Regions from separate parts of the Mus musculus genome. Here regions 2 and 3 are each linked to region 1. A link is a contact called in public Hi-C and HiChIP or PLAC-seq data. All regions are on one chromosome and are shown on one strand. The core of a region is the stretch at or near the end of the contact, and the rest is flanking DNA. Distances in the headings are between cores, read along the strand shown.

Region 1 (2,524 bases), core at 15-2,514:
CAAAAATTGTTCGCTCCTTTCTGACTCAGAGGAGAGCCCACCCGGCAGTGTCCTACCCCATGTATTAGGCAGGGCTGATGCTACCTGTTTCTCTGCTAGCCTTCGAAGGTGACCTTGAGCCTAGCCTAATGCAGAGCTTCTAGTGGGATGTCACCCACCCATCTCTCCCACTTCGGTGGCCTTGGCTCCCTGGTACCTATGTTTGTGGTTGAGTGGTAGATAGCTGCAGGTATCTTAGGCCTGACCCTCCTTGCTCTCACCCTCTGCTGAGAAGAGCTGCTGTGCTCTAGGGGCCTGAGGAGTCACGAGCTCTGCAGTTGTACAAAGACACCTCACTCATCCAGCCAGAAAGCAAAGTGTGTGGCCCACAGAGCCACAATCCACATGGGGGGAAAGGGGCTGAGATTAGGTTCTGTGGCAGGAACCTTCTGGCGTGGAGATAGAGTTCTGAGAGTCAGGGTAGCTGGAATCAGGTCTCACCTCGAGTGGGCCCCTCAGGCTGGGTGAGGGAGGGAGGCTCCGTGCAGTCAAGTGCATAAAGAGGACTAGACATGCAGAGGCTCTGGAAGAAGTTATGGCCGTGCCTTTCCTGGGTTCTGGCCTTAATCTCCATGCCCCTGTGTCTCCCGGAAATGGTTCAGAAGACAGGAAGCTGGCAGACACCTCACTGGGAAGCAGGGTGTGGGGCCCGAAGGTTCAGGGAGATCCACCAGGCTTCATGGAGTTACCTTAGCCACCTCAGGAGGTGGTCTTTCCTCGGAGATGGAAAGGACCGCACAATCTTTGGCCCTACCCTGTTGTGAAAGCCAGCAGAATCAAGATGGAGTCTGTTTCAAACACTTAAGCAAATGCCTGAAGCTATTCAGGGGTGGGGTGGGGTAGGGTTGTTGCACTCATGGCCTCTGTTTCATCTTGGTCTGACCTCTTCATCCTCAATTCTGTCCCTTGGTCCAGAGACTAGAGTCAGGCCACCAGAGAGGGCCCCTCACTTCCTGAATACTCTCACCCTGATTACTAGGCATTCCTGCTTCCTAATAGGACCTGGATGTTTTCAGATTGTCTTGCTAATGGTGGCAAATCTCTCTAATTGTCATTTAGATGTCACTGTCCCACCCCACGGCTACTAAGGGCCTGCAGTACACACTGTGGTTCCAGCTTGGTTTTCCAATCCTGATCTCTCCAGCTCCTGCTCCCTTAAGACCATTTGCTGTGTCAACCGGTCTGAACTAGAGGAATCTGAGGTCAGCAGAGGTCACCCAGACTCAGGGTTCAAACAGCTAATGAGGAGACTAAGGAGGTCAGCCTCCTGCTGTCTGTGGCCTACATGGGAGCAGCGGCGATCTGGGAACAACACTGCGGTTTGAGGTGAGTTTCCACCCTGCAAGTGTGGTAGTAGTCCTAGCTTTTCGGGTCTCCAGAAGGAAATTTATCTTGGCGGTCGCGAGCGCCTGGCCCCTGGAGGCCTGAGAGTGGTGGAGCACCGCATTTGTTTTAATTCCCATCCGAGCTCAGTGGCGTTCAGGAGCAAGGGCGAGCATGGCTAGCGAGCACGGGCAGCGGCAGGCAGCTAGAAAATTGAAAGACAAGCTGTGAAGTGCAGTGGCCTCGCGTTCCGTCCATTTCCTCTCTAGCAACTTCCCAGGAAACGGACGGTGGTTGCCTCTGAGGCTGGGATGATGGATGGCCGCCACACAGGCTTGACCAGGAAAGCGCCCAGCGCCAACCGTGAGGTTGGGAGGTGGCAGCGGTGGGGTAGGATGTGCAAAAGCAGGGGGTGTTACAGCTAGGACCGGGACGGTACTGTGTGGGGTAGACCCTCTTTGGCTTGCCTAACCCTGCTCAGCCTCGGCTTCCTTAATCAGCACAATGGGGCCGTTCTGACGCTGCCCACAGGTGCCATGAGTTCCAGGAGATGTTGGTGTGTGTGTGTGTGTGTGTGTGTGTGTTGGGGGGCTGTGGGTGCAGATACTATTCCCTGCTCCCCGTGAGAGGAGAGCTGCTGGAGCACAGCTCAGGGCCTACCCCAATTGAGATTTCCACCTTAAGGTGCAAGGAGCCCCCTGCGGCCGAGTCCCGCCGCCCCCTCCACCCCAGTGACAAATACTAATGTCTAAATCAGCAGCCCGCCCGGCCGGCCCGCCGCCTGCTCATGTTCTTTGCTGAAATGTCACCTGTTCCTATCTAACGATTTGCATAATGCAAAGCTTCTCACTCGTAAAATACAGATTAAGAGGGGAAGCCAGAGTCATTCCGGAACCAGGGAGCCATTTCAAAGGAACGGGGGAGGCACCATGCTCTTAACCCTGTCCCTGCCAGCCTGCTGCTTGGGGTGAGCTGGCTGGGCTTACAAGACACAGTAGTAGGACTGCCCTAATTCCAAGGAAAGGTTGGCAGGTGAGGACTTTGAGGACTTCCAAGGCCCAGCAGCTGTCCTGACACCTGCTTCCAGCCTTTCCTCTTAGCCTGTAGGGGTGGCTTTTTTTTTGGAGCCCCCGCAGAGAAGAATTGTCCTGGCAGGGCCCCC
Region 2 (2,524 bases), core at 12-2,511, 120 kb before region 1:
TGCTTTTGTTGTCTTGTCCTGCTTCTCTAGTCCAGGGGAGACCAAAAGCTCATACTCCTAACCCTAGGAAAGGGTTTTAGGGAGCCAAGGACCAGAGAGCCACAGGACTATCCAGAAAGAAACCCATCAGGGGTGTAGCACAGGGTTAGCCAAGCCCCTGTGGGGTGCTTGGATCAGGAGAGGATACCTCAGTGGTTAAGGTTCTGATGGACGCACATATACATAGATGTACTCACTTATCTATGGTACAGATGGGTGGGGAAGAGGTTGCTCTTTACTCTCCATCTCTGACACAAAGTGTAGCTGCTAGAGGGATGACCTCTCCTTCAACTTGTCCTGAAGCACTTACATTTAGTTGTTGAAAGCAGTAGTAGCAGACCAAGCTAGCCCCTTATCCAGCCAACACTGCACCTAACCCCAGGGATTTGCTACCAGAGCAAACTCAGTTCTGCCTGTCCCTGAAGTATGACCAGGAGACAGCCAGTTTCAAGGGCTGTCTGCCTAGCAGAGGCCAAGTGGTTTGAAGTTATTTTTAACCACAGAAGAGTTAATTTTATACAAATAAATGTAAATGTAGTTAAATGATACAGTATTTAATAAAGTGTTCCTTTTCAAGTGATGTACTTCATTTTGTTTAACCTGGTAGTAAAACCAAACTTTTGCAGTATTTTACATAGTGGCTGCAGGATGTTGGGAAAGTCAGATGAATATAGTCACAGATCAGAAAGTCGTATAAGAAACCAGTGTCAGTGCTTGGTACGTTCAGAAGGACAAGCCCTTAGATGGCTCCACATAGTTACCACCATCCCACCCTCTCACGCTGCTCTGGGCCAGATCCACTCTTAAGGGAAGGGTCATGATTGCCCACATAGGACAGGTGGGATCTGCAGGGGCCTGGCCTGCGTGCTGGAGACTCAAGCACCAGAGGCAGGGCAGATGGCCTTGCGGGGAAAAAGAGGCCACTAAGTTATTTGGCTGTTAATGGATGGCTTGTACGGTTTTAAAGCTATGGGTATAAGCTAGAGGCGGGCTCTCCCGCCTTACTGTGGCGGTGGGTAGGAGGGGCCGGTCGGGATCTTGGACTGCATCTCGGTGGGCCGGCCCTCGCCGTGGCCACACCTCCTGACTTTGAGAGGCAGTGGCGCGCACTGCCCAATCTCCCGCCAATATCCCTCGGGCCCGCGAAGGGGCAACCAATCAGAGGCCCAGCTGCTACAGCGCCAGCCTCCTGGAAGGCCGTGGGGGCTGGGGGAGGTCGCCAGTTCCTTTCCGCCTTAGTCGGGCTGTTCCATTTCTCCCGCCCTTCGGACGGCCGCATTAGGCGTTGTAGTTTAGCGACTGCCCGCAATCCCAAGGCTTGGGTTGGAGCCGGGTCCGTCAGGCGGGCGCGCAGAGCTGAGAGGGACTCCCCTGCAGGTGCGCGTCTCATGGTTTCGCCCTTCGCCGCGCGCGCGCGGGAGTTACCGAGGGGCGGGGCCGCTGCGCACTTAAGGGCGGTTGGGCAAGGCGAGCTCAGACCTCGTCAGTGCTGTTGCCGAGTGAAGTGCTTGCCGCCGAGCTGCCCTTCAGACTTCTGCCGCCATGGCCTGCAGACCTAGAAGCCCACCCGGTTATGGGAGTCGCCGCGACGGTGGTGCGAGGTAAGCGGGTCATGCGGTCTACGAGTCCTCGACTTCTCGCCGTCTGTAAGCTAAGGGTTCCCTGAACCATCGGTGCTTGGGGGCCCCGCCCACTGACCGCAGTCTGTGTCCTCAGCCCGCGGTCCCCTGCGAGATGGAGTCTCGGACGGAAGCGCAGAGCGGACGGAAGGGACCGGAAGCCCGAGGACTCCGAGGAAGGCGAGCTCCAGACTGCGGACCACCGACCTGAAAGGTGGGTCCCGACTCCTTGGAAACGGGTTGGTCACTCGGGGGGTTTGGAGACGGGCCAAGGGGACCCTCATCCCGTGGCACTCGGGTTTTCGAAGCTGGTGGAGTAGATTAGCTTACTCTGGAGATTCTCTTCAGTTTTGCTCAGTGTTAGAAGCATCTTACCAGCGACTGATAGGTGGCAGCAAAACTGGTTTTATCCGGAGTGGGTCAGCCTTTATATTTTTCACTCATAATGTCAGTAATGTCAAGGACTACTACTATGAACATCTTGTTAAAATGTTTCGACCTCCAACCCTCCCCTGCTTCCGGGGCGGGGGTGGGGGGGAGAGAGAGAGTGAGTGTGTGTGTGTGTGTGTGTGTGTGTATGTGTATTGGGGCGAGAAATTAGGTTTTATTACCTGAGTGAAAGCGAGATACAAACCAAAATTGAGTCCTAGATTATTCATACTTGTAGTTGGGTCCTTCCATTTGATAAGCTTTTGCCACGGTGTTTAGATTTTTTTCCCTGAGGCATTGTGCTTAAGTCAGTGAGGTCCCTTGGTAGCCTGATGGAGGCGGGCTAGCAAGTGAAATAGTAATTCAGAGAGACCAGGAGTGCCTTAAGAGTAAGCTGGTGATGTGAACTCTTCAGGGAAGTGCTCTCTTTGGGGACC
Region 3 (2,524 bases), core at 13-2,512, 100 kb after region 1:
GAGGAGGAAAACTAGGAAGCGAAGCATCGGCTACCTGACCCTCATCCTCCAAAGCCGGGCTCGACCTTCCGAGGTCGTCCGCCGAGACTGTCCTGTAAATCTCCAGACTGGACAAGACGGTGCACAAACGCTCAGGCCTCAAACGGCCCTTCTGATTTGTTAGGGATGGGGAAGAGGACAGTTTCCGTATTATTTCTGGAAGAAACACATATTTTCCCGTTACATGAAGGGTATCGATCTTTATGTAGGCCACCTGCTATTTGTGCGATTTTTCGGTCACCCTTTGGGGGGGGGGCGGGGACTAGGACGGCCGTCTAGCCCTACTCATTTCGATTCCACTTCTAATGAGCGTCACTCGCGGGCGCCAGCCCCGCCTCTTGCGGGGGATTTCGAGTCGTCCCTAATTTGATCCAGCCAAGGGGGCGGGAGTCAAAGCCAGTGAGGATGGAGGGACAGAGATTCTGACCAGATTGCTCCAGACGCGGAAAAACAGCAATCGAGGGCAGCGGAAACCGAAACTCTGGGAACACGCCCCACAAGGGGCTGAAGACCCTGGAGAGACTCAGAACCCGCAAGAACCCCTCTCTCCCTTTCCGTCCTAGCAGCGGAAGGCGCGAGAGCCCCTGGTGCCAGGATAGCCCAGAACCCCGCGTGCCACGGCAGCAGGAGAGACCTGCCTTAGCGGTACCCTGAGCTGGGATGTCCAGGCCAACTCGGGGCGCGTGGGTTCCCACGTCCTGGGGCCTCTGCAGCCCTCCACAGCCAACTGATCCCGCAATTATTTAAAAGGCGACTGTCTCCTCCCCCTTCGCCAAGGAGGCGGGCACGCAGTTTCCAGCCCCGCGGAGGCGCAGCGGCACGGTGCTGAGCACCCCAGCCTCCAGTGGACTGTGCTCTGGCTCCGGGCAGGGCGTCTGTCTGTCCGTCTCTGCGGCTCAGTCCGTGAGTCCCGTACCGGGCCCGCCTACTCCGCTTGGGACCGTTCGCAGCCAATTAGGCGTGAGCGCTAACGAGGGAAGCGGAACCCTGCGGCCGCCTGCGGGCGCACGTGTGTGCGGCGTGTGGGCGCGTGGGCGCCTCCGGCGGGGCCGCCATAAATGCACTGGCCCGGCGCGGCGGGCGCCTGAAGCGGTGGCGGAGGCAAGGCCAGGCAGCACCAGCAGAGCGGGAACAGCTGGGCTGAGGCTGATTTTGCGGGGCGCAGGGATGGGATCCCAGTAGGTAGCGGGGGCCCGAGCCGCCTGAGCGGCCCGAGGCCCGCATGAGTACCAGCGGCCCGGCGGCACCCGGGGACGTCCCCGCGCTGCCACCGCCACCGCCCGGGCCCGGCTCGGGGCCCGCACCGCCGGCTCCTGCGGCTACAGCTCGGGACACTATGGACGGACGAGCTGAGCTGCCCATCTTTCCCCGGGCTGGAGTGCCACCGCTCGCGGCCAGCGACACTGTTCCCGCGGTGCCAGAGGGGGCTGGAGCGGCCCGGCCCGCCGCGCCCCCGCGCCCCACCTCCTTCTCCGTGTTGGACATCCTAGATCCCAACAAGTTCAACAGTAGGAGACGCCGCTGCGTGCTACTGGGCCCTGTGGTGCCCGCTACGTGTGCCCCATGCGCCCCGGCCGCGTGCGTCGCGGTCCCCGCTGCCTCCGGACGTTCGCCGCGCGCAGAGCTAGAACGCCGAGCCCTCTCCGCCGCCACAGGAGTCGCAGCGGCCGCGGGAGCTGAGCCTACAAGTGAGTATAAGGGGTTGGTGATAGGGGCGAGGACACCGACTGCTCCGGAATGTTTATGCTCCCGGCGAGCTGGGCCTGACCCAAGCGCCGCCGGGCTCTGTGGAAAGTTCGCAGAGCGCGGGGTCCGCCCCAAGCATCCGTGGCCTCCTCCCGACCCGGACTCTAGGGCCCTCACTGCTGCACGCTTCTGGAAAGGTTCTGTTGGGCCAAATCTGGGGCCTTGGGGTTGCGACTACGGTCCAGGATTCATCTAGTCAATCTTTGGTGTTGGAGGGTAGTTGGTGCTGGAGGCAAAGGGACATGCGGCGACTGACTTGGTGACTTACCCACCCCCACCGTGGCCTTCCCGGCCCTCCCCCTTTGGACAAATCAGACTAATTGTGACAAAACGCTGGTTATCTCTGGAAAAACAATTAAATCCCTTCGATTACAGTTAAAGGGAAATGTGCTTAGCGGCGGAAAGCGGCCGGTAATGGGGCGGCCCGCGCCCCCTTTGCGGTCGATATCCCATTACGGCGCATGCATATCTCTTTCAAGCACCTTGCAAACTCCCCCCGAACATCTAAATTATAGGGTCAAAATTCGGATAATTACTCGATTAAAACCTATTACACTTATTAGGGGCCGCTATTGATCGCGAATTGCATTCGACCAGCTCCTGATTGCTTTTTGTGCCCCTCCCCCGTCCTCCTCTAACTTCTTGGCCCCTGCGCCTCTCATGGACCAGAACGCTCAGGGAGAACTGGACTGGGGCCGCCAGCTCTACCAACGCGGTTGCATTGACCTTCCGTTCCTAG

The links. Hi-C and Micro-C count contacts between places; a contact is called where the count stands out from the background. HiChIP or PLAC-seq counts read pairs in DNA pulled down with a chosen protein or histone mark.
Region 2: a contact with region 1 is called in an H3K27ac HiChIP or PLAC-seq map of embryonic stem cells, with 11 read pairs. The contact joins the promoter of Slbp here to the enhancer-like site in region 1. A contact is called at or near these places in 6 of 484 Hi-C or Micro-C datasets (CD8 T cells, the N1E-115 cell line, embryonic stem cells and 3 more), 6 of 115 datasets of contacts at active chromatin or transcription factors (the SCID.adh cell line, effector CD8 T cells, embryonic stem cells and 1 more) and 1 of 9 other capture datasets (adipose tissue).
Region 3: a Hi-C map of embryonic stem cells shows a contact between it and region 1, with 1.6 times the contacts expected there. The contact joins the promoter of Nkx1-1 here to the enhancer-like site in region 1. A contact is called at or near these places in 3 of 39 promoter capture datasets (the 3T3-L1 cell line, the HPC-7 cell line and second pharyngeal arch cranial neural crest), 2 of 15 datasets of contacts at CTCF or cohesin (the G1E-ER4 cell line and large pre-B cells), 13 of 484 Hi-C or Micro-C datasets (B cells, CD8 T cells, embryonic stem cells and 2 more), 9 of 115 datasets of contacts at active chromatin or transcription factors (embryonic basal ganglia, embryonic hindbrain, embryonic stem cells and 2 more) and 1 of 9 other capture datasets (adipose tissue).

Annotation. Positions count from the first base shown.
Region 1 is chr5:33,534,256-33,536,779 of GRCm38.p6, reverse strand. No RefSeq gene overlaps it. Among named protein-coding and RNA genes, the nearest start is that of Fam53a, 94 kb to the left of the region's middle. Within about 2 kb of position 1,264, at least 37 of the 459 cell types and tissues checked have an H3K27ac peak or open chromatin away from gene starts, as enhancers often do. A contact at or near this core is called in embryonic stem cells, where this site is marked.
Region 2 is chr5:33,651,311-33,653,834 of GRCm38.p6, reverse strand. It overlaps Slbp (stem-loop binding protein), which reads left to right and starts at 1,261. Exons shown (of 8, transcript NM_009193.2): 1 at 1,261-1,640; 2 at 1,756-1,872. The coding sequence starts at 1,582. Tmem129 (transmembrane protein 129) reads left to right here. Exons shown (of 4, transcript NM_026698.3): 4 at 1-619.
Region 3 is chr5:33,432,828-33,435,351 of GRCm38.p6, reverse strand. Nkx1-1 (NK1 homeobox 1) reads left to right here and starts at 1,262. Exons shown (of 2, transcript NM_011320.1): 1 at 1,262-1,727. The coding sequence starts at 1,262.